Regions from separate parts of the Mus musculus genome. Here regions 1, 2, 3, 4, 5 and 6 are each linked to region 7. The links are chromatin contacts, called in public HiCAR-type, HiChIP or PLAC-seq, Micro-C and promoter capture Hi-C maps. All regions are on one chromosome and are shown on one strand. The core of a region is the stretch at or near the end of the contact, and the rest is flanking DNA. Distances in the headings are between cores, read along the strand shown.

What was found. Promoter capture Hi-C pulls out the DNA fragments that hold promoters and counts their contacts. A called contact is a pair of places that touch in the nucleus more often than the background predicts. HiCAR-type assays count read pairs that join an accessible place to other places. HiChIP or PLAC-seq counts read pairs in DNA pulled down with a chosen protein or histone mark.
Region 1: a contact with region 7 is called in a promoter capture Hi-C map of hippocampal neurons, with 9 times the contacts expected there. The contact joins the enhancer-like site here to the promoter of Prickle1 in region 7. A contact is called at or near these places in 15 of 39 promoter capture datasets (the 3T3-L1 cell line, 3T3-L1-derived adipocytes, the HPC-7 cell line and 9 more), 1 of 15 datasets of contacts at CTCF or cohesin (the NIH/3T3 cell line), 2 of 484 Hi-C or Micro-C datasets (cerebral cortex and palatal mesenchyme), 10 of 115 datasets of contacts at active chromatin or transcription factors (the NIH/3T3 cell line, the SCID.adh cell line, SST interneurons and 7 more) and 1 of 9 other capture datasets (embryonic stem cells).
Region 2: a contact with region 7 is called in an H3K27ac HiChIP or PLAC-seq map of the NIH/3T3 cell line, with 6 times the contacts expected there. The contact joins the enhancer-like site here to the promoter of Prickle1 in region 7. A contact is called at or near these places in 11 of 39 promoter capture datasets (the 3T3-L1 cell line, 3T3-L1-derived adipocytes, cranial neural crest and 6 more), 9 of 484 Hi-C or Micro-C datasets (adipose-derived mesenchymal stem cells, cerebellar granule neurons, cerebral cortex and 4 more) and 13 of 115 datasets of contacts at active chromatin or transcription factors (the NIH/3T3 cell line, the SCID.adh cell line, VIP interneurons and 10 more).
Region 3: a contact with region 7 is called in an H3K4me3 HiChIP or PLAC-seq map of the SCID.adh cell line, with 10 read pairs. The contact joins the enhancer-like site here to the promoter of Prickle1 in region 7. A contact is called at or near these places in 10 of 39 promoter capture datasets (the HPC-7 cell line, cranial neural crest, embryonic stem cells and 5 more), 3 of 484 Hi-C or Micro-C datasets (cranial neural crest, nephron progenitors and uterus) and 11 of 115 datasets of contacts at active chromatin or transcription factors (the SCID.adh cell line, craniofacial prominence, differentiating embryonic stem cells and 8 more).
Region 4: a HiCAR-type map of Th17 cells shows a contact between it and region 7, with 6 times the contacts expected there. The contact joins the enhancer-like site here to the promoter of Prickle1 in region 7. A contact is called at or near these places in 12 of 39 promoter capture datasets (the 3T3-L1 cell line, 3T3-L1-derived adipocytes, the HPC-7 cell line and 8 more), 1 of 15 datasets of contacts at CTCF or cohesin (the NIH/3T3 cell line), 5 of 484 Hi-C or Micro-C datasets (the C2C12 cell line, Th1 cells, cerebral cortex and 2 more) and 11 of 115 datasets of contacts at active chromatin or transcription factors (the SCID.adh cell line, SST interneurons, Th17 cells and 8 more).
Region 5: a contact with region 7 is called in an H3K4me3 HiChIP or PLAC-seq map of the SCID.adh cell line, with 15 read pairs. The contact joins the enhancer-like site here to the promoter of Prickle1 in region 7. A contact is called at or near these places in 14 of 39 promoter capture datasets (the 3T3-L1 cell line, 3T3-L1-derived adipocytes, the HPC-7 cell line and 9 more), 1 of 15 datasets of contacts at CTCF or cohesin (the NIH/3T3 cell line), 9 of 484 Hi-C or Micro-C datasets (the G1E-ER4 cell line, cerebral cortex, cortical neurons and 4 more), 17 of 115 datasets of contacts at active chromatin or transcription factors (the SCID.adh cell line, T-cell acute lymphoblastic leukemia, astrocytes and 12 more) and 1 of 9 other capture datasets (embryonic stem cells).
Region 6: a Micro-C map of embryonic stem cells shows a contact between it and region 7, with 5 times the contacts expected there. The contact joins the promoter of Gxylt1 here to the promoter of Prickle1 in region 7. A contact is called at or near these places in 4 of 39 promoter capture datasets (the 3T3-L1 cell line, hippocampal neurons and liver), 16 of 484 Hi-C or Micro-C datasets (CD8 T cells, LSK cells, astrocytes and 10 more), 5 of 115 datasets of contacts at active chromatin or transcription factors (astrocytes, embryonic forebrain, embryonic stem cells and 2 more) and 3 of 9 other capture datasets (adipose tissue, liver and pancreatic islet).

What each region holds. Positions count from the first base shown.
Region 1 is chr15:94,043,960-94,046,914 of GRCm38.p6, reverse strand. No RefSeq gene overlaps it. Among named protein-coding and RNA genes, the nearest start is that of Gm30665, 63 kb to the left of the region's middle. Within about 2 kb of position 1,479, at least 23 of the 459 cell types and tissues checked have an H3K27ac peak or open chromatin away from gene starts, as enhancers often do. A contact at or near this core is called in cerebral cortex and hippocampal neurons, where this site is marked.
Region 2 is chr15:94,024,089-94,027,155 of GRCm38.p6, reverse strand. No RefSeq gene overlaps it. Among named protein-coding and RNA genes, the nearest start is that of Gm30609, 63 kb to the right of the region's middle. Within about 2 kb of position 1,400, at least 59 of the 459 cell types and tissues checked have an H3K27ac peak or open chromatin away from gene starts, as enhancers often do. A contact at or near this core is called in 3T3-L1-derived adipocytes, the NIH/3T3 cell line, craniofacial prominence and 3 more, where this site is marked.
Region 3 is chr15:93,948,929-93,951,982 of GRCm38.p6, reverse strand. No RefSeq gene overlaps it. Among named protein-coding and RNA genes, the nearest start is that of Gm30609, 13 kb to the left of the region's middle. Within about 2 kb of position 1,357, at least 21 of the 459 cell types and tissues checked have an H3K27ac peak or open chromatin away from gene starts, as enhancers often do. A contact at or near this core is called in the SCID.adh cell line, where this site is marked.
Region 4 is chr15:94,088,592-94,091,821 of GRCm38.p6, reverse strand. All of the region lies in intron 2 of Gm30665 (a long non-coding RNA gene), which reads left to right. Among named protein-coding and RNA genes, the nearest start is that of Gm30665, 18 kb to the left of the region's middle. Within about 2 kb of position 1,776, at least 22 of the 459 cell types and tissues checked have an H3K27ac peak or open chromatin away from gene starts, as enhancers often do. A contact at or near this core is called in the SCID.adh cell line, Th1 cells and Th17 cells, where this site is marked.
Region 5 is chr15:94,003,016-94,006,322 of GRCm38.p6, reverse strand. No RefSeq gene overlaps it. Among named protein-coding and RNA genes, the nearest start is that of Gm30609, 42 kb to the right of the region's middle. Within about 2 kb of position 1,317, at least 21 of the 459 cell types and tissues checked have an H3K27ac peak or open chromatin away from gene starts, as enhancers often do. A contact at or near this core is called in the SCID.adh cell line, embryonic limb bud, neural tube and 1 more, where this site is marked.
Region 6 is chr15:93,273,742-93,276,956 of GRCm38.p6, reverse strand. Gxylt1 (glucoside xylosyltransferase 1) reads left to right here and starts at 1,778. Exons shown (of 7, transcript NM_001357006.1): 1 at 1,778-2,081. The coding sequence starts at 1,876.
Region 7 is chr15:93,594,603-93,597,867 of GRCm38.p6, reverse strand. It overlaps Prickle1 (prickle planar cell polarity protein 1), which reads left to right and starts at 1,966. Exons shown (of 8, transcript NM_001033217.5): 1 at 1,966-2,174.

The DNA.
Region 1 (2,955 bases), core at 230-2,729, 450 kb before region 7:
TGACTCTCAAAGCCCAAGAGAAAGAAAGAATTCCTTATGTGATTTCCCTTGGTCTCTTTCTACTACATAATCTCTTCCCCATAAACCCAAAACTGACATTACAACCATGTGTTCTTAAGCTAGGACATTTCACCCACATTCCAAAGACTTAACATTTATTTAAACAAAGCTTTTAGGTTTATTCAGTTGCTTGCTTGCTTGTTTGTTTAATTAATTATTTATTTATTTCAAGTGTATTACCTGTATATATGTATGCCATGTGCCTACCTGGTACCCACAGAGGTCAGACGAGGTCATCGGAACCCTTGGAACTAGAGTTATGGATGGTTGTGAGTCATCTTGTGGGAGCTGTAAACTAAACCCAGGCCCTCTAAATTAAACCAACACTCACAACCTCGGAGCCATCTCTGTGGTCCCTGCCGTAACCATTTCTTATCTTCGCTTGACTAAAATGTTTTACAATTCACATCGCCAGACTTACAAACCAACTTCAGTAGGAGCTCTGAGAGTTTTGCAGGCAGCCACCTACAGATGCAAAGTGCTGCCTATCTCTGTGAACACGCCAATTCTACATCTCCATGAGGTGTAAATTATGTGCCAAGAAAGAGTCAGGATTTGTGTGGCCAAATGTCTTTATGCTGGTTATGCTTGCTCTTGTTATTATGTGATTAGATTTAATATGAAGATAGACTGATGAGCACGATGGAGAGAAATCTGTTCTTTTTCTGACTACTAAGTTGAGTCCTTCAGAGAGTCTAAACAGTATAGAGTGTAGAGACTTTCAATGAACTTAGTAATCATTCACACCTGTCATTCAGTAAATATTTGTTGAGTATTTTCAAGCCACCCTTGACCTAAGACAGTGAGAAAACAAAGAAGAATCAAGCAACACCTCTCTTCTCCTTTTGCTGATTATCCCTTAAGTGAGACAAGCAAGTGACTGGGAGAGCAAATGCTTTCTTACAGACAATCCACGGGTGACATGCTCCCACATGATAGGCACATAGAATCTTGAGGGTTACGAAGTGGCTGGAGAGGTGCTTCAGTGGTTAAGAGCACTTACTGCTCTTGCAGGGGACCAGGGCTTAGTTCCCTGCATCCTCAAAGGCAACTCACAACTACCTGCAACTCCCAATTCCAGGGAATCTGATGGAGTTTTCAAGATCTCTTCAGGCACCAGGCATGCACACGGTGCTCAGGCATGCGTGAGGGCACTCACACATATACATAAAATAAAAATCCTTATTTAAGAAAAGAGAAGGGCTTAAGAATTGGAAAAAAACTTACTTGGTCATTGTGAAAGAGCTAGAAGGAATGACGTCAACAAATGTGTGCAGGAGTGAGCCTGAGATACTCTAGGATCTTAAATAACTGAGAAAGATAAGGGCGACGGAACTCGTCATCAAGGCACGAGGCAGAGTAAAGCCGTCCTCACCGAAGTGATGAGTCAGCAAGTCGTTCACCGTGATAATGAAACCAATATTGAAAGATTGCACCAGAGAAGTGGCATTGTTGCTATGGCTAACTATGACAGTCTGGTTCAGCAGCCTTTGCAACAGATTCGTGGGAGGGACTTGGAAAATGTTTGGAGACGTGGGATGGATCAGCTGTGTGGGCAGCAAGCTGAGTTTAAAGGGGAATTTGGATGTGAGCTGAGAGGATCAGCATCCTGCAAGAATGAGCGGCGGTACGGGCTGGACAGGGGCGGGAGCAGGAGCAGGAAGCTTAGACGGGAGCTGGCTAGAATCCAGCTGTGTAACACTCTGTGGAAAGGGCCTCCTATGTTTTGTCCCTGCCCTGAAAATTTTGGGCCGAAGTTTAAAGATGATGGACTGATCCATTGTGTAGAGGTGATTTCCAGGCATCCCAACATTCAAACTGTGGCATAGGTACTGGGAATAAAATGTAGAGAGGGAGGATCCAAAACACATATGGCTCAGGAGAGGAGCAAGTGGAAGGTTGTACAGGAGGAAGGTGTGCCTTAATATTCACGCCTTTAAAAGGAAAGGGGATGCTATACTAGGACTGATTCCTGGGGCATCTCGGGAGTCGGTTACACTGCCCCTCTTCCATCACAGCTCCAAGATATGAAATTATAAACTCATTTAAAAGGCTTTAATTTCGTGAAGAGAGAGACCCTGTGGTGTCCTTGCTCACCTAGGGAAGAGTCTATAGACGTTCAGCCACCCACATGCCACAGGCTACTGTAGACAAGGTTCAAGGGGGAATACAAGCTGATGGTGGGGCAGAATTTCAAAATAGGAAAGTGTTCATAGATATGACTGGATATAAAGAAGTGCCTCACTTCAGTGATTAGCATGGTAAGCACCTCCCACCAGTAGCAAAAGATGAACTCCCATGTATTTATCAACTGCTGGACCCTTTCTCTTCCCTAGCTTAACAGCTGCAATTTTCTAGGAACCTCACCCGATACTCCAATGAGAATCAAGTCCTAAACCATTTGGGCAACAATAGAAGCCCTGGGGCTTAGTTTTTTACCAGGTATGTAATTCAGTTCCAGGAACCTCCTGAGCCACCCTATCATCTCCATTATCAGAGAGCAGCAAGACAGAGAGAGGTTGAGGAGGGTAAGGTCTCCAGAAACCTGGTAGGCAGTGGAATGACAGAGAGCTTCCCCACATGCTACACACCAGGACCCTCAGCATGTAGATCCCCTCCCTCAGGGAACCCTACCCTCCCTCGTTCGCTCTGGAGACAATTTCTTTCTTAATCGATTTAATAAAATAGCTGATTCTGTTTCATACTGGCTATGTCTGATACTCTTTTCTGCATCAAAGCCAGAAGTTCCAGTTGAGCCTGAGCCCAGGCCTCTAAAGAAGTAAAGGAACTCACCCAGTGGCTGAGAATGGCGGTGTGGAGCTGTGTTTCAGTTTTCTCAGCACTGACTGTGGCAGGCACTGATTTCCCTACATGAAACTGCCTTTTCCGTGTACA
Region 2 (3,067 bases), core at 151-2,650, 430 kb before region 7:
TTATCAGCTGCCTCAGGTACTCTGTCACAGTGACAGAAAGCTGGCTACCTCAGCAAGTACATACTAAATGACTTGCTGCTCAGAGAAGGGCCGCCATCAGTGATCAAACTATTCACACACTGTCTCTCCGTGTTGTTAAATGCTCTTCAGTGTAAAGCAGCTACATGAGCAAGATAATAATCCAGTTCCTTTGTCTCTAGACTATATCAGGGAACAGCAGGCATTTGGTTAACATTCTCAAATCAATGAAAAGATAAATGAGTAAACGAATGTACGGATACTATACCCTTCATGGTCCATAAGAGGTGTTCTCTGAAATCTATGTAGATGCATAGACTTTAGGGAAACCTGTCATATCTTAAATAGATTAGAGTGTTTTTCTGGAAGAGAGCCTAGGTGAACACTCTTACCCAGTTTATTTTTAATCTATACTGTGTTTTTACAGCAGGCGTGTCTAAAATGAAGTATGACACCCCCCCCCCACAAAGAATGGCCCCTGGCATGCAGGCTACATATCTCTGGTGAAGTGACTTCCACGGCTCAGCCACTGCTATCTCAAAACCGTGGGCCCACCCAAGGAAAGAGACTTTGGAGTCTGTCCAAAGAAGCACAATGAAAATGATGAACGGGTTGGAAAACCGTCTTCCCAAAGAAAGGTCACAGGATCTGGGCCCACGTAGCATGGAAATATGAAAAGGCAAGCCTACCAACGTGCTGCGGGAATGTGGCAAGGCAGAGGTGAGCAGCTGGTTTTAATTCTTAGTTATGATGGTGAAAGTCCAGGATAATTAATTTCAAATGGAGCATAGAAGCTTTAGGTTAGTCCCTGTAAAGTCCTTACAACACAATAGAATTCATTAACCCGAAACGTTATGGGATTTCTGTCTTTGGAAAGGTTTTGTGAGACGAGTCAACAGCAGAGAAATGCACTTTGCCAGGCCGGGCTGGAGAGGGAATGGAAATGTGGTTAGAAAAAACAGGCGGGTCTGAGGCTTGGGCCTTCGTGTTCTTCACTTTGGAAATGAAATTATCTCCAGCAAACTTGGCTTTTAGGAAAAGCCTTATCCCCACACCCGGTCGCTCTTTATGCTTTTTCCTATCGTTTTGAAAATGCAAGATCCAAATTCTTTTAAGAAAATTATTTTGGAAGAAAGAGAAAGAAAAAAAAAAAAAGAACTTCTCAACTATTTGTTGCAATACTTTTTTTTGGCAGGGAATGTTATAGAGTCACAAGCAATTGCAGCAATGATTTATGAACAATTACTAGAGGATGACAAACCAACAATGTGAAAGAGGAGGGTGTTGGGAATTATGAAAACACTCCGGACCCACAGCGCAGCTAGTCTGCCTGTCTGCGTTCTTTATCTCTGGACAGCAGCACTGGCGTGGACCGCATGGCGGTTTATACTGCTCACGGCAGGCCCCAGGCCTCTTCTGCCTCTCCGCAGGCACAAGGCCCGCGAGCTGGGACTGACAATGCTGTTTCTCATCTTGCGGAGCCACGTGAGAACGTTAGGCTTGAGCCCTGTTTTTATTATATCGTATTACCCATGCATTGCTCTAATACAGTATTAATACGATACAGATGTATTAATGCATTGTGGCATCGCAGATATTGAAGTATAAGGGCACAGAGACTTATGTGGGAAGTCTTTTCAAGGTCTGTGGAGACTTCTTCCATGGTCCAAAAGAAAGGAATTCCCAGAGGGAAGCCCACTCACCATAGAGCGACCGCACTGTCTAGACGGCCTAAATTGGTGGTATGGGAAGAATGCTGAGAGCTCATAATTAAATCAAAGTAACCTCTACCTGCCATTTGGATCACAAGCAGAAACAAAAGTAGTATTAATTGCAAATGCCAGCAATCCAAAAATGTGATTAATTTAAAAAAAAATGCTACTTTCCCCGCAGACAGTTTTCTTCAATTCACATATCTTTTGGTAGAAAAATAAATTCAGGAAGGTTCTCCATCATACAAGGAATTCTTTGTTCCACTGGCTACTAACATTTTAAACAAACTCACCCTTCAAGATAAGGGGATCTCCTGAAAGGGCTCAGGCCTCTCGTTCTCTTCCCCATCGGTCAACTTGCCAACACTAAAGGAGGTTCTCACATTAAGAGCCAAGATGTTTGCTTCCAGAGGCGATGTGTGAAAGATTCCCCTGTGATCTGGCCTGGATAGTGTTGTGTTACATTGATTATGCTGATACTCTCAGGAGGGAGTAGAAAACAAACTCAAGTCTGGATCACTAAGTGCCCAGTTAGAGGGAGGTCTATGAAGAGCTGGACACCAGTTGTGTGGGGAAAGAGTATTTACTGAGTGTTTCCCAGAAGGAAACCTTTGCCCCTGGACACTCTGTGTGGTACTATCTTATAACTGACTCTCAAACCGAGACAAAGAGACACCAGGCATGGAGAGACACCAGGCAACTCTTAGAAAGGAAAGGGGAATGGCTTACATTTTCAGAGGTTCAATCCATTATCATTATGGCAGGAAGCATGGCAGCACACAGGTAGACACAGTGCTGGAGAGGTAGTGAGTTCTATATCCAGATCCATAGGCAGCAGGAAGAGAGAGCAACTGGCAGTTGAAATCGGAAAGCCCATCCCCAGTGGCTCACTTCCTCCAAGAAGGCCAGATCTATTCCTACAGGGCCACGCCTCCTAATCCCTCTCAAGTAGCACTGCTCCCTAATGGCCAAGCATTTAAATCTATGAGCCTACTGGGGCCATTCTTATTCAAAGCACTGCAGTGTCATAGGCAGCTACAGCTGCTAGCCACACATGCTTCTCCAACACAGCATCTACTGCACATGCTGCCAGGCAACACCTGTGAGGCCACTGAGTGATTAGCAGACGACTGTTCCTTTGTATTGAAGCCAACTGGAGACTTGCATTGAGAGCTGTGGCTGAGTTGTCACGACAAAATTAAATGAAGGTTCATGGAAACTGCTTCCCAGAAAGTTATTTTTAGCAACACTTCTGGTCAAAAACAACTGTAGGGAGCCCCAGAACTCCATGAATATAAATTCCCTTGAATTAAATCCCCCCACCCAAATTTTGTGGA
Region 3 (3,054 bases), core at 108-2,607, 350 kb before region 7:
AAGCTGTGGTCCAACATCTTTCACCTTGGGTTAGCAATTTAGGAAAATGAGATACATGGCCCAAAATCCCAGCATCTGAGGAACTCCTGTGTCCTGCTCTCAGCTTCTATGGCTTACACCAAACTATGATCATTTTCGGAAACAAAAAGAATGGCTCTGAGATTCTTCCTAACGTCACCAGTCGGCAAAATGCATCAACATTCAAACGAAGGAATGAATAGATATAATTAAATTTTTATTTTAATTCAATACAATTTTTCATCCATGAATTTTGTGCGCATACCCTAACTATTCACCCAGAGCTGAGGAAAAGGCAGGAAAAAAAATGTAATAAACTGTTCCCTCTGTCCCTTCACATTTCTGCTGTGTTACTCTTAATGGCCATAGGATAAGTTCAAAACCAAAGCATCAAAACGTGATAGTTTTGCATGATAGTTGGGAAACATACATGGTGTTGTATTGAATGAAACCTAATTTTTTTAACTCTGTGGACATATTGTGGTCAGACTGGAAGTGCAACACCCAAGCCTTGGTGACGTTGGACAAGTTTGATGGGCACAGTGGTGTAGCCAACACTATGTCACCTAAGGCGCCAATGTCAGTGCTCCTGTCAGTAGGCCTCACTGTAAGCTTCCCAGCTCCTCGGCAGCACTGAAGAGTCATTCCTTCTCTATAAATAATCATGTGCATTTATTAGACTTACTAGTCCCCTATACCCCCACCAGGACTCCAATATTTTTGACGCAATTTTTTATCATATATTTCAGTAAAGATTTGCCTGTTGCACCTTACAGTTGATGACTTAGAATATTTTACTGGGCTTGCTTTAAAACAGGGACCATTCCATCAGTATAGTTAAAGGGAAAGGCTTCAAATTCCGATGTGCCAGGTGCAACAGCAAAGTAATTCAACACTGGAGTGATAACCAAGTGAGAAACTCTACTTGTCTGTAGCTAGGGATCTAAAAAGTTCAATTTCTATTATATGGGCTTCTGTTTTCCTAGTTAACATTCACTATCAACTTGATGCAAACCAGAGTCGAGTGAGAAGGAAACCTCAATTGAACAAATGCCCAGATCAGACTGACTTGTGAGCATATCCATGGAGGGCTGTCTTGTTTGTTAATTGGTGTAGGAGAGCCCAGCCCACTGTGGGCAGCACCATTCCTTAGACTTTGGTTCTGGGCTCTATAAAAATAGGTAACTAAGCCTCAGCCTGAGACTGAGCTAGCTAGCCTTCCTCTCTTGTTCCTGCTTCCAAATGTCTGCTCATGTCCTTGCTCTGACTTCTCTCAATAGTGACTATAACCTAGATGGTTAAGCGAAGCAAATCCTATGCTCTTCTAAACTGCTTTTGGTTAGAGGCAGTTTTGGTTTTGGTTTTGGTTTCAGCAGAAAAGAAACTAGAAAGCTGGATACTTAAATTCTGTCTTAGAAAATGCCTGGCAAGGTCTACTATCACAGAAAGGGGCAAGGCTACACTCATCACCTGGCTTGGATTTCTCTGCTCACAGAAGAAGGTGCTAAATGGAATACCTCTTTTTTTTCCTACCCAAACTCACTTCTCAAGTATGAGTATCATCAAGGCATATTTAATCTTTTTCATTTTCTATGACTAATCCTGTGTCCCTTTGGCCCACCTGATAAAAGTTGTACTCAATTTTTGATTAGAAAACAAACCACATCTTCTCTCAGGGCATGAATCCCGGTAGTCATTCATGAAGAGGCTTTGTAAGGTTATCCTCAGAGCAGCATTATGGGTGTTTGTCACAGTGAATTCCTCACAGGGCTCAGGCCATACATGGCAAGGCCAACATTGACTTTTAGGGGAGGTAATCTGCCACAAAGCTTATTAGAGCTACTTTTAAAGCAATTTTAGAAAATATCTCCCCCCCCCCAATTTAAGATCAATGGGAGTCATACATAATCAAGAACAGCTGTGAGCCATGGAGATTCTGACAGAAGATCCATGCTAAGCATCACATAAGCAGATCAAAAAAGAACACTGAGAGGATCTGCCCCTTCTTTTATAGATGGATAAATGGGTAAATGGATGAGGAGTTGTGCTCCGCTGAGGGGACCATGTGATGGTTTAATCCCTAAGGAACACCCTAAAGACTGGTCTTCTGATTTTCCATCTCCCATTGGCCCTCCCCAAAGAAGAGTCCAACGACTTTAGTCGCTGTGGAACACAGTTCACAACACGTGACAAAGGAAAGTGTTAGCTACACTTCGAGCGTTCTGGAATGAAAACAGCCTACCTGGCTTAGTAGTCAGCTCAAGTCACTGATCTATACCCAAGAGTTGACAATACTGAGTCCATCAGTCACTAAGCACGACTGGTGACAAATGTCCTTGTTGCTTTGGAAAATCAGAAAGGAAAAAAGGTACAAACCACTGTTTCTTACACTTCAATCTGTTCCTATAAAATGTAATAAACTTGACACAAGAAATAATATGTGTCTAGGACATAGCTCCCCTCCCCCTAGAAAAAACAACCTAGCAGCTGTTGCTGAAACAACAGTCTCTCTGACCGTCACCTTGCCTCAGAGTCATTTTCAAGGAAGGAACTAACTAGGTTAAGTTAGAAGCAGCCACTAACCACTGCCCAATAGGGAGTAAAGGTTTGCCTTGCCTTAGTGAATACAATGAAATAACTGAGAGGATTTTAATCAACTGGGGAGGCATACAATGAGACAGGTTAGGATGAAGGGGTAAAGCCATGGAGGTCACTACAGACCTTATCTAACAAGAATGAGAATGGTCTGCTCACAAAGGCAGATAACAAAGTGCCCCTGTCCTGTCTTTTTTTTCTTTTTTCTTCCTTTTCAAACAATGAAGGGAGAGTCCCCTCTTTTACTGAGAACTACACGTGTTAAGTACAAAACAGAAAAGCTTCAGTCAGAAGTGAGTCTCTGATAGAGCCTTCAGATCAGGTGGGGGCGAGTGGAACAACAGAAGGTAGAGGGCCAAATCACAGCAAATTCAATCCCCTGGATTCCTTTCTCCTGATCTCGATGAAATCTCATCACTGTGTGGGGGCCAACTCCACGTT
Region 4 (3,230 bases), core at 527-3,026, 490 kb before region 7:
CCAATCCCATGCCTACATGTCTTCCATGTAGCCTGACTGGAGCTGTTGATTGAAAACAGTCTTCCTACTAGGAGAAAAAAAAATTAATTTAGTCATGGTTCTACTCTATCACTTCTTTCCTATTTTTCTTTCATCTAGTAGTTTTTTCATACAATATGTTCTGGTTGTTCTCCTCCTCAACTGTTCTGAGATACGCACACACAAACACACACCACACACACACATACACACACACACACCTCCCAAATCCCCATCCTTTCTGTTTCTCTTAGAAACAGACATCTAAGGGATAATAATGAGATAAAATGAGATTTAAAAAAAAAAAACAGAATAGGACAAAAAAAAAAAAAAAAACAAACACAAGAAAAAGATCCAAGGGGGAAATAGCCATATAAACCACAAAGAGACAAAGACACATGTTTGTTCACAGAAAAACCCATAACAGCACACAGCTAGAAGCCATAATACATGCAAAGGTCCTGTGAGACTTTATTAAAATGCTATGACAAAACATGACGCTGCCGCTGAGTGTTTTGTGTTGGCCACTGATGGGCATGGGTGGTTAAACCTTAACAGTGCTTTGTGTCTCTAGTGAGAATCCTTTAAAAGAAACTAATTTTTCAGTTGTGAGTGATTATCGATTGGATATAGAGTCTGGGTTAGGGAGGGGCCTGCATTTACCTTTCCCTTTCAGTTGTAGGACCCACGCAGGTCCTGTGCATGCTGCCACAGTCTCTGTGAGGTCACACATGGAACTGTCTTGCCATGTTTAGAGGGCCTACTTTCCTTAACGTTCTCCAACCCCTCTGGTTCTTACATGCTTTTAGCCTTCTAGTCTGCAGGGTTCCCTGAGCCCTGAAGGGAGGGTTCAGATGGAAACATCCCATTTGGGACTGAGTGTTCCAAGGACTCTCACTCACTGCACATTGTGTGGCTGTGGGTCTCCGTCTTTGTTTTTTTTTTTATCTACTGCAGGAGGAAGCTTCTCTGATGATGATAACCGAGCAAGGCCCTGATCTATGAGTATAGCAAGAAGGTCAGTAAAGCACAAAATGTTCTCTCCTTGCCGTTTGTTTCCTACCTTGCAAACATCTTTACCTCAGATAGGCACGCTGGAAATGTCACCAAGTTCTCTGAAATTAATCATGTCTTCACATTTGAAGAAGACAAACCAATGCTTGACTGAGTCACAGTTGACATTCGGGACTTCAAAAACATCCTCCAGTAAATATTAAATTTCTGGAAACAAAATGAACTTAAAAACTTAACTTTGGTGGAAACAGGTTCCTTGTAGTGAGGAATAGTTCCTGGAAGAACTCCTTTGAGGTAGGCTTCCTGTCCACCACAGTTGCAGAATTATTCGACTTTTCCTTGACCAAGATTTTGTTGGAGTCAGATAATGTGTCAAAAATTGAAGGCCTCTTGAGGCAGAGCAGTATGAAGGCACACACACACACACACACACACACACACACACACACACACACACACACACTTCTGACTGAATTGCTCTGCTTGGCTTCATGCTAACTTTGGCAATATGTTCTAATTTTCTGGCTCATTCTCTGGATCATTCTGTCTTCACCTGTGTCTAGCTTGTTCTCTCTAGCACCTGTCTTTGTAAAACTGTCCCACTAAGACTGCCATACTACCACACACCTGTTGTGGGAAATATTAAAAACAAACCGGCATGTTTCTGCTGGCAACTCTCTGCTCCAGCACCTGGCCAGCTATGCACTGTCAGGCAAAAGCCATCCTGTTTTTATCTTGTGGAGACTCTGACTCAGAACTCCACGTCTCTCCACCCAGCTCACTAGGTTCCCACTGACGGGTCGTTACCATGCCAACCCCGTGCTTCAAATCCCCCATGGCCTTTGTGGTGCACATCTGGCAAACCCACGCTTTGCTGCTATACCTTTCTCTCTTGAACCCAGATGAGCCACCTTGTGTAGGAAAACACAACACAAACCTAATTCAGAAACAGTGATAACTCAATCTCTGGGTGCAGCAACTAAAACCTAATCTTGTAAGCCTTATTAAAATCTGATTCCTCCTGTGGCAAATCCTTGCTGATCTGCCATGATACTGAGAAACTCTAGCAGCTACATCTTACCCCTCTGCTGTTCCATTCCAAAAAGGGCCTAACTCCCTCCTGTGTCCTCTCTTCCTCCCTCCAACCCAGAAGTCCCGCCCATTCACCCAGTGATTGGCTCCTTTATTCATTAGGTGATTGGTTCACAAGAACAGCCAGGCCCATCCACAACATAAACCCACATCCACACACCCACATCCACACACTCACATTCACACACTCACATCCACACACTCACATTCACACACTCACATTCACACACTCACATTCACACACTCACATTCACACACTCACATTCACACACTCACATCCACACACTCACATTCACACACTCACATTCACACACTCACATTCACACACTCACATCCACACACTCACATTCACACACTCACATTCACACACCCACATCCACACACTCACATTCACACACTCACATCCACACACTCACATTCACACACTCACATTCACACACTCACATTCACACACTCACATCCACACACTCACATTCACACACTCACATTCACACACCCACATCCACACACTCACATTCACACACTCACATTCACACACCCACATCCACACACTCACATTCACACACCCACATCCACACACTCACATTCACACACTCACATTCACACACCCACATCCACACACTCACATTCACACACTCACATCCACACACCCACATCCACACACTCACATTCACACACCCACATCCACACACTCACATCCACACACTCACATCCACACACTCACATTCACACACTCACATTCACACACCCACATCCACACACTCACATTCACACACTCACATTCACACACCCACATCCACACACTCACATTCACACACTCACATTCACACACCCACATCCACACACTCACATTCACACACTCACATTCACACACCCACATCCACACACTCACATTCACACACTCACATTCACACACCCACATCCACACACTCACATTCACACACCCACATCCACACACTCACATTCACACACTCACATTCACACACCCACATCCACACACTCACATCCACACACTCACATTCACACACTCACATTCACACACTCACATTCACACACCCACATCCACACACTCACATTCACACACCCACATCCACACACTCACATTC
Region 5 (3,307 bases), core at 68-2,567, 410 kb before region 7:
CCAGCCATGGGGAGTAGTCGGGTAGAAAGGGAGAGAGCGTTGGTAGTTCTGAGAGGCAGGTGAAATCTAGTTACACCTAAGCTTGTTAAAGTCCCAATTTCACTTCAGTAAACCAGCCACGAAGCTCCAGCTGGTGGCCAGCTGCTCCCCAGACCTTCTCTACACCAGGGGGGGAAAGAAAAAGGCTCCATGACAAAATAAATTAAGGCCTTATAGGTTTATTTTAACCAACCTAGCTTATCTAGGTAAATTAATTAAGCAGTGCCAGACACTAAATTATCTCAATATTCAGAAAACAATCTTCCTCAATCAATGAATATACCTAGATCATTTTATAAATATCTCAATCTACTCAGATGCACCAGTATGGCAAGAACATATGGCAAGATTTACATAGCTCATTCGTGGAGAACTTGGATGTAATTCAAGGCAGATAACCTTTAAGAAACTTCATTCCCTTGGATTAAGCAATTTTTTTTTTTTTTTTTGAAAACCAGAATGTGCCTGACTTCTCGAAGTCATGTGTTGGGATGGAGACATTGAACAAAGAATTATAAGAAGGCATTACAAAATTTGTGAATGGAAAATGTTCAGAAACTAACTTTTAGCAAGATTCTAGGATTGCAACACACCCGGGCCAAGAAAGCAAATAGCCTTTTTCAAGGGAGACTCCTCTAAATTTGCATTTTTATTGTTATTTTGACCTGTGAGTTGGCTCTCTAGAGATAACAAATAGTTCCCAGACGTGTCTCACCAATCTTGATAGATGAGCTAAAGATAGAGCTGGCTGGAATCTGAGGCTGGAAAGTAGATAGTAGAAAAAAACGCAACCAGCAAGGTAACGGCATGAAAGCCTTTAATTATTCCTCCACCCCGACCCCTACCCTGACTGAAAGTGACATTCAGTCTTTGCATTGGTCTCCCAAGGCCACAAGCTCACTAGAGAGTCTTTATATTTCTAAATATAGGACATACTTTTTAAGTCGATTTAACGTTTGGCTAAAACGTTTAAAGGAAGTTCTAAGGGAAAGGTGTCAATTGGCTGGAAGCGTCTCAGTATGGAACATGCTCGCCTGTGAGCCCTTAGGGTCAGCTAGGGGAAAAAAAAAAAGAGTACTGGGTACCTTCCCTGAACTAGGATGAATGGATGCAGTCTGCTGTCCTTATAAGGCTTACAAATCAGCAGGGAGACTATTACCACACATTATGTGTGTCAGATACAGAGATGCAAGCACAGAAGGCAGGCTGGGGTACTTCAGAGGGCTGCTAATCTGGAAGGGGGAGGTGACTAGGCAGTGTTGGTTTCTGGAAGACATTATTCACATGATGAAACGCTAAGATCACCCAGGAGCTAGAGGAGAAAAATACGGTAAGCAGAATATCAAAGGCAGAAGCCATAAAGATGGCAAAACTGAGCTTGGAAGAGATGCTCCATGCATATAGGAGATTGCTAAACGAAAGAGACAAGATTCAAGAAGGAAAGAGGAGCCAGGTCAGGAAAAGACTTGCAAGCTTGTGAGCGACATACCTTACAAATTCATCGATTATAGAAACAAATGACCCCCAATTTGAGTCTCACTGTTATAGTACAGTCACTTAAGCCCACGTACCTTGACTTCCTGACTGAGGAAGCCAGTCTTGAAATCAAGTATTCCACGCTGTTGTTTTAGGGGAGAAGATGAGATGGGGGGAGAGGGTTTTACAGATTGCAGAGACTGTATTATGAATGTACGAGAATGATTACAATAAGTCAAGTAGAGCCCAGCTTACAGAGGGAAGAGTGTAAGCAAGGAAGAAGTTTGATTTAGTGACGTCTTTGGGGGATACAAGGGAAATTTCTTTTAAGTGAGCTAACTCTTATTTCAACATTCACACTCATCTTCTCTGCAGATCTCTCGTCATTACAGTAGCCAGTCCTGGGAAATCTGAGTTAGTGTTCTTCTTCTGGGGTTTCTGGCCCACTTCTCTCTTTTTGTGTCCCGTGTAAGAATCCTTTCACCTATGTGTGGCCACCATGGGATAGCAAGTCACTGGGAGGCGAAGGAAAGCCCCACTCAGGGGCAAAGCATAGGCACCCCCCCCCCCGTGTATTTTCCCATGATTTCACGGGCTCTCGGTTTTCATTCCCCTAATAAGGGTTTTCATGCTGAGGGTTAACATTTTCCAAAGCCACTGAAAAGAAATTAATTTGTGACTTGAGGTCTTGTACTACCAGAAGTAACACACGTCCTCACACAGGGACTGTGGTAGTAACATCTATATGAAGAAATTCGGCAAAGGATCTAAAATAAATCTCGTGTCTGTGAATTCTCTGAAAAATAGCTATGGATGCAAGGAGACATCTTAAGCATCCTCCGCTCAATACAAGAAGATAAGTTCCTCAAGGCAGCCCATCTGGACTTGGTGAGAACAGCTAACATCAGGATCTTTTGCACAAAGTGGGTGGCTTTGACCTTGGAAAGTGCATTTTTCTAATGTGTTCATAATAGGATAAAAAATGTATTAGTCTTTCTTCAATGATTCGATTTAAGTATTTTTTTTAATCAGTAAGTTGGAAGCAAATCTAGGGCTTACCTTAATTTCATTAAGCCTGTCGAGTTACATATTCTATTCTTTAACTTTTATTTAATTAAGAAAGTATAAAGCTACAGAGGGATGTAATCCCTGTCCTCAATTAGCTTAAAATCAAATGTTCCAGGTCCTCTGTAACCCTGTAATTATAACAGGCATTTGGAAGCTGCTTGGCTAAAAGCATTGATTCCTCGCTGGGGCCTTCAGAGAAATCAAATGGAAAGACTGGTACCCAGCCGTTGTCTTTCGTCTGCCTCCTGCACTGTGAGACACTCCTTACCTCTACACACAGGCACGCTGATTATGTGACGACTGTCTTTCTAGAAACCACTCATGCCTCAGCTCCCTTATTCCCTGCTGCACAGAAGGCACGAAGATCAGAGGCCATGTAATACCTTCCTGTCAGCTCCTTACAAGGCCCTGTCCCAGATATTATGACCGTCCCCACCCCAGGTAGCCAAAGGTCAATAGTCATAACCCTAAACATGCAGTCACCTTGGATTCCAGGAACAGAAGAGCCCTGAGGACCCCCACCCTGCACCAAGGGCAATTATCTCCGATGGTGAGGCAGTACCATGGAGAAGCAATTGTCACCTGAGAACCAGCAGCCGCCTTTCATCTTAAGTAATAAAGACTTCCGTGGACCACCTTGAAGAACAGGAGCTGAAGCAATGATTAAACAGCCCGTGCCCTAATGGAGACTGCTTAATGATGTCTAACTTTTGTGCCTGTCCCA
Region 6 (3,215 bases), core at 529-3,028, 320 kb after region 7:
GCATTTTACTTGTATTTTAAATGTTTTTGTTTCAAGTGCATTTTAAAAATATGTGTTTTAAGCGTGCATCTAAAGCATTTAATTGTTTACATGTATTTAGGTGCATGTGCAGGTTAAGTGTGTTCAAGTATATCTTGTGTGCATTTTAAGTGGATTTTTAAGTGTTTAAGTCTCAGTTTTGGCTCTGGATTCGCTTACTCCAATCTCTCATCTCTGTCCCAGCCTTCACTCCAACCAGACTCGCTCTCTAACATGCAAATGTGATCATCTTCCTTCCTTCCTTAAAAACCTTCAAGCAGATCAAGTTCAAACTTCCAAGAGTTTCCAAGAGTAACTGCTATCCCTCTCTGCAGTCTTAACCACTCCCCGAGTCCTTTCTTGCGGACTCATCCTGGCATCGCGCTTCTCAGTCTCCTGAATACGAGAGCCGCTTTCATTGCTCGCTCAGTCTAGAATTCCTTCTCTTAAGAGGGCCACCCTCGCTCAGGAATACTCTGCTATACTAACTGGAAGGTACAAGCGACTCACTTTGGGGCGTGTCCACACCCGGTGGCTATCCTGTCTTTGTACAACAGCCTTCTTCAAAAGGGAATAAGAGCTTTTGCACCAGATGTGAATGGCGTGTGTATTGCCTGGGAACATGGATTCGGGTTGGGTGGAATAACACGTTCCAATACAGAATAAAGTCAGAAGTTAAGGCAGTTTCCAGATACCGGTTGGACCATCAGATTGATTATAGCAAACAGGAAAAACTGACAGGTGTCAGATCTCATCTAATGACATTTTAAGCTTTCAGAATGGTGGAAACCATTGATTCGATGAGGTTGCTTTAAAGGTTTTGAGCCAAAAGTATGTTGGGTATGACACGATTGGTCAACGAAAGCCTATTAAGGGACTAAGAATAATCATAGAGTTTAAGCTTTGTTAAATCGTCCACAGGTCTCCCGTACCAAAGTCCCCGAGCTGCACATTCTCAATATCTGCCTTCCTCCCCGTCCCTAGGTCCCTACGAGGCTTCAGCGTGACCCAGCTCAAGGCGTGGAGTGTGGCGGGAAGGAAGGGAGGCCGGGTTTGGAGAGGACCAGTTTTGCTTTGGGTATGCAAATGATTTGTCAGCAACGTCTAATAAGGCTGCCTTCCCAGCCTTGTGTGGATGGGCAAGCAAAGCACCATTGCACTACCGCCGCCTTACGACATCCCACGAAGCACAGATGTTTTAGACCCGACGCTGAGGTCCGTGAGGAGCAGGATGGGTCGAGGAAGAGTTAGCAAGTGCGGTAACCACGGTTTCTTTTTAGTCAACGCAGCGATGCCTGAGAATTCAAGTTGCCCAGCGCCACAAACTGCGCAAAGAAAAATCGCAGATTTAGGGCAAGGGCCTACAGCCCTGCTTCTTTCGCTACACTTGTCCACAGCTCAGAGCCGGGCAATCTGTAAAGAGGAACCAGCATCCATCTCAAGGCTCGGCGTGAAGGCCGGGAGAGCGCCAGCGCTCAGCTCCGCTTCCGGGTGCGCTGCGGAGGCGGAGCCTTGGCCGGGCGTTGGGGCGTGGCCCGGAGGCGGGACAATACCAGGCAGGGGCTGTGGTTTGAAACAGAGGCGGGGCCTGCGCCGGATGTGGGAGGGGCTGTGAGCGGGGCGGGGCATGGCAGGGCTAGGGGCGTGTCGTGTGGGGTGCTGGGCTTGGGCGGCATGGGACCGAGTGGGACCTGGCGGGGATTCGGGCGGAGGGGCGGAGCGGGGAGGGGCGGGAACCAGGCTGGTCACGCTGCGGCTGCGCGTTGCGATTCTTCGTAGTTCGCCCGGGCGGGCGCGGCGGCGGCGGCGGTGACGGCGGTGACGGCGGCAGCGGCGGTGGCGGCAGCGCGGGCCGGGATGCGGCGCTACCTGCGGGTCGTAGGGCTGTGCCTGGCCTGCGGCTTCTGCTCGCTGCTGTACGCCTTCAGCCAGCTCGCGGTGTCCTTGGAGGAAGGAGCTGCCGGGGGCCGCAGGCCGCAGGCCGCGGTAGTTTCCTGGCTGGCGGACGGTGGACGCGGCACGGGGAGAGGCGCGGGCAGCGCGGGCCCGGGCCGGACGGGCAGGTATGAGCCGCATTGCCGGGAGTGGAGGTCTGGGAGGGCCGGACGCGCCGCTCCATCACCGAGCACTGGCTGGCTGGCTTCAGATTCAGTGTTAGACCAGTTAGAAATTGAATCGCTTTGCAACTTTCTGAAAGGTTCGTTGGAAGTAAGTGGTGTCCCACAAAATCCTAATTACACTGCGGCTAGTGGGATTCCCTCCTGTTTCCATGGAGTCGAAGCTGAGTAATTTGAGAATCAGGCTGGCGCCCTAGTTGAGCCCTCCACCTCCCAGGTGTCTAAATTTTCCGCCTAAATCTTAGCTTTTTATCAGTAGCCGTAGCTAAAGAAATCTGGATGTGGCATAAAGCGAGCTGTGAATTTTTATTTTGAAAATATTCGTTTTTTTGGAAACGTAAAGGAAGTTCAGAAACATGAGTGATACTTAATATGCTTATATCTATGGGAGGAGTAAGGTATGAAGAAATCACTTTAAAAAAAAAGAAATGAATATTTATAACACAGCATAATGAGTTGGTGGATTTGCATAAGTCACTGCCACGGTTAGAATCATGAAATTTAAATGGAAAACTGTTTGGGCAGTTTACTTAATTCGCACTGCCTCCTTGGTGGATTCCTGTGTTTGGGCAGTTCTGAGACCAACTAATTGGAGAGTGGAAGACAGGAATTGTAAAAAGAGTACATCCACTTTGAGCTGTTGTCTATGTAGCATCTGAGAGTTGATGGTCTTTTCCAGCGGGAAGCGGGTAAAAGAGAAGCTAGCATGGAGATAGTGAGCTCTTGGTTTATGGTTTGATTGTAGTCAGAGAAATGTGGGGTATAGGTGTGCTCTCAGGTTCCACTGCCTACAACCTACACCCCCAGACCCCCAGTAGGATTTGCCGAGGAGAGCGGAGGCAGGAGGACCATGAGTTCGAGGCCAGCCTGGGCTACACATTTAAAAGCCTGGCGGTGGTGGTGCATGTCTTTAATTTCAGCACTCGGGAAGCAGAAATAGGCAGATCTCTGAGTTCGAGGCCAGCCTGGTCCGCAGAGCAATGTCCAGGATATCCGGGGCTCTACAGAGGAGCCCTGTCTCAAAAAACAAAACAAAACAAAACAAAACAAAAGTATTAATTGCCCAGAATTACATAAGAA
Region 7 (3,265 bases), core at 717-3,216:
ACTGCCCAAGTCATTTCTTGAGCATCTTGCTTTGAAAAGCAAGTGTTGGCTACAAAGATGTTTGTTTCTAGTACATTGTTTCTAGTACAGAGGTCACCACTTCTTGAGAGGATCCTCGTGCATGATGTGTTTGCACCACATCTCATAATCGATGCTCAGTTTTAAGGAGAGCTTCTGGGATATAACAGCTGCAAGCCCTCTGCAACCACACTCATGTCATACTATAACATACAGAACACGTTCTCCTTTTAATAGGGAGGTCCAAGTGCAGGCTACACAGTATAGCCTTTCCTCTAGCTTCTCCTACCCTACTCTGCCGCAGAAGGGAGGAGACTGTGTTGATAAACCCACTACATCGCTCAATTTTTAATTTTTGAAAACCCAATGTACTTTGAAGTTTTAAGGGGGAAAAAACATAGAAATCCAAGACGTTAATAAAGACAGTAGAATTCGCCCTTTAAAAGTACTAATTTTCCACTATGTCTAGACATGAAATGAGTCAATTTTTTGCCGGTTTTCTCCGGCAGAAAGGTTAGTTAGTATCTCCATGCTTATAGCTTAAAAGAAGTATTTGTACGGACAAGATGAAGAGATACAACTTTAAAGGCCAAGGCCAAGGAAATGCTGAGGAGCGAAAAGGCTTGGGTCACGAGGGAGAGGGTTTCAATAGCAGCAGCCTGTGCCAGTCAGTAGCATCCAGGATGTTAACCGACTGAGGAGTAAGAGGTGAGGAAAACAGACTCTAGCTTTGGAGCTCCCTCGTTTGACTTTAGTTATCGTCACTTTACATCTTCGTAATCCATTGGCTTCATTTTTAACGAAGCTCTCTTTGCTTCGCCACCAAAGAAATGGAAAATGCTTGCTACCAGAGAAAGTCCTAAAATGGTCGGTCAGCTTTGGTTATCCTCAAAGAGATACAAATCCATCAATCAAGGTCATCCTCTCTACTCGCAACACTCAAAGCCTTCTCGTCCTGGAGGATGCTTCTTTCAGCATCTTGGAAGGTTTAGAAGACATAGGGAGGTCCACAAAGGTCCAGCTTTGTAGGGACACATGTCAAGTTGTCATTACCAGCTGCAGTGGGCTCTGCCCTCTGAGATATGGGATCATAGTGTCCATTCCACAGATCCGGGAGTAGAGAAGGTAAGAGGATAAGGTTTAAGGGGCCCTGCAAATGTCAGGGCAGAACTTTGAAACAGCCAGAGTCCCTGTTGACCGTGGGCGACTGAGCCTGACAGCCCAGCCCAGCCCAGCCCTGGGAACCGGGTACAGTGAAAACACGGAGAGTGGCTTGGTCAATGAAAAATTATCCTCATGGTGGAATGAAGGCTTTGGACCCTGCATCTAGTGCACCCTGCTAACTTGGTCCTGGCCCCAGACACCGCGGTCCTCGAGGGTCCTCAGCTGTAACCCTCAGGCTTTTTCCTTGAAACGATCACTTTGGCCTTCCTGATCTGAAATCTCACCCCTTGGCTGTGGAGCTGACTTAAGTAAGGCCAGTCTGGGGAATTACACAAAATAGGATCGAGTCCAGGTGGGTTTATCAGAGGCGAGAGCTCCGGAAGGAATTCAGAGTTTAATTAACTCGTGCCCTCTGTACACGCCCCCAAAGGAAAGGGAACCCTAATAGGGACCCCATCAAAGTGTTTGATCAGAGGAAATTGGGTTCGCCTTTTCCTCTCCTTCACCTTTCCTATCTGGCAATCAATCCATCTGGATTATTGGCTGAACCTGGGCAACAGCATTAAAAAGGGCACAGAATCGGAGGCGGGGCGGGGCGGAGACTGGCGGGCCTGCAGACCGCAGCCCGGCCGGTGCTGCCTCGCGGGAGGGATCGCGGCCCCGCACTGTGCGCGTGGGCGCGCAGAGCCGCCTGGATCCCCTGCGTCCGCGCTCCGGGATTTCGCTGGCGCCGGCGCGACGGCCGGGGGCGGGTGCTCTGCAGCGGCCGGGACTGGAGCGCGCACTCCGCCTGCAGCCGAGCAGCGGCCCGGGAGCCGCCACCACCTTGCAAGCCCCGCGCCGCCTGCGCTGACCTGGACCGCGCGGCCGCAGCGCTACGGGCCCGGCTGCGGACGCTCCCGGGGCTGCGCACGCGGGAGCGCGCCTGACGCGGAGGACCGCAGCTCTCAACGCCACCGCCGAGGACCGCGCGGCCGCCTCTCGCGCGTGGGGTGAGTGGCGAGGGGCGCCGCGGCTCGGGCCGCGTTGTCACGGCGCGGGGTGGGACGTCCGGCGGTTTGGGAGCGCGGGGACCGCACGAGAAGAGCTGCTGGGCTGTGGCTGCCTAGAGGCTGGGCACACGGCCCCCTCGTGCTGCGTGGCAGCCAGGTTCCCCCTGCGCCGAGGCCAGCTGCATGGCCCGGAGCCCGGCCACGCGAGATCGGGGAGGCGAGGGTGAGTGGCTGAGGATCGCCTGTCACCTACTGGCGTCGGCGGGGAGACTAGGCGCCTAGCGTGCCCGGGAAGGGCTGCCTGCCCTGGAGAGGCAGCCGCAGCCTGCCCTCGGTGGAGACCCCTGCTCTGCACGCAGCTCGCCCGTGGGAGAGGAGGGGAGCCGCGACGTCCTCCCTTCTGGCAGAAAAAGTTGAAGAAACTAGGTCTGTTAATAATTAGCAGGAGCGGGACTCGGGATGCAGCAGAAAGCTGTTGAGTTTTCATTGCCCTCTAAGAAAAACAAACGGCATCGCCAACGACTATTGGCAGGGCCGTGTTATTTTTGGGACTTTGGGAAAATTGTCCACAGATTGCGTTCGGGAGACTGAAGACGGGGGGTGTACCCGGGAGGTCGTGGGGACGGCTGGCACAGCTTTGAGTCCCAGCCCGCCCCTGTAGGACTCAGAGTCTTAAGCCTGACGCACTTGGTTCCTGGTTTTAAAACGTGTCAGAGGCAGAACTGCAGCCAGGATCAAGGAGAAGAACGCACCGCGAACCGGCCTAAAAGGAGCATGTGTAAAAATCGCTGGCGGAGCCCAAGTGCACTTGTGCTGTTTAAAAAAAAAAAAAAAAAAAAAAAAAAAAAAAAAAAAAAAAAAAAAAAAAAAGAATGTTGCATTTGTGGCTTTTAGGGTAGGTTTTATGAATGACAAATTATACTTGATGAAATTGTATCTCCTATCTGTCCCTGAACAGTTCTGTCTGCCGCCTGGTTTTAATCAGCGCTTTGGGAAGGCAGTGTCTGCGCTGATGTTATATAATTGACATGGTTCGCCATCAGATATTTTTAATGTACTTTCGGACGAAAGAAACTTCATCTGTCTCTTCA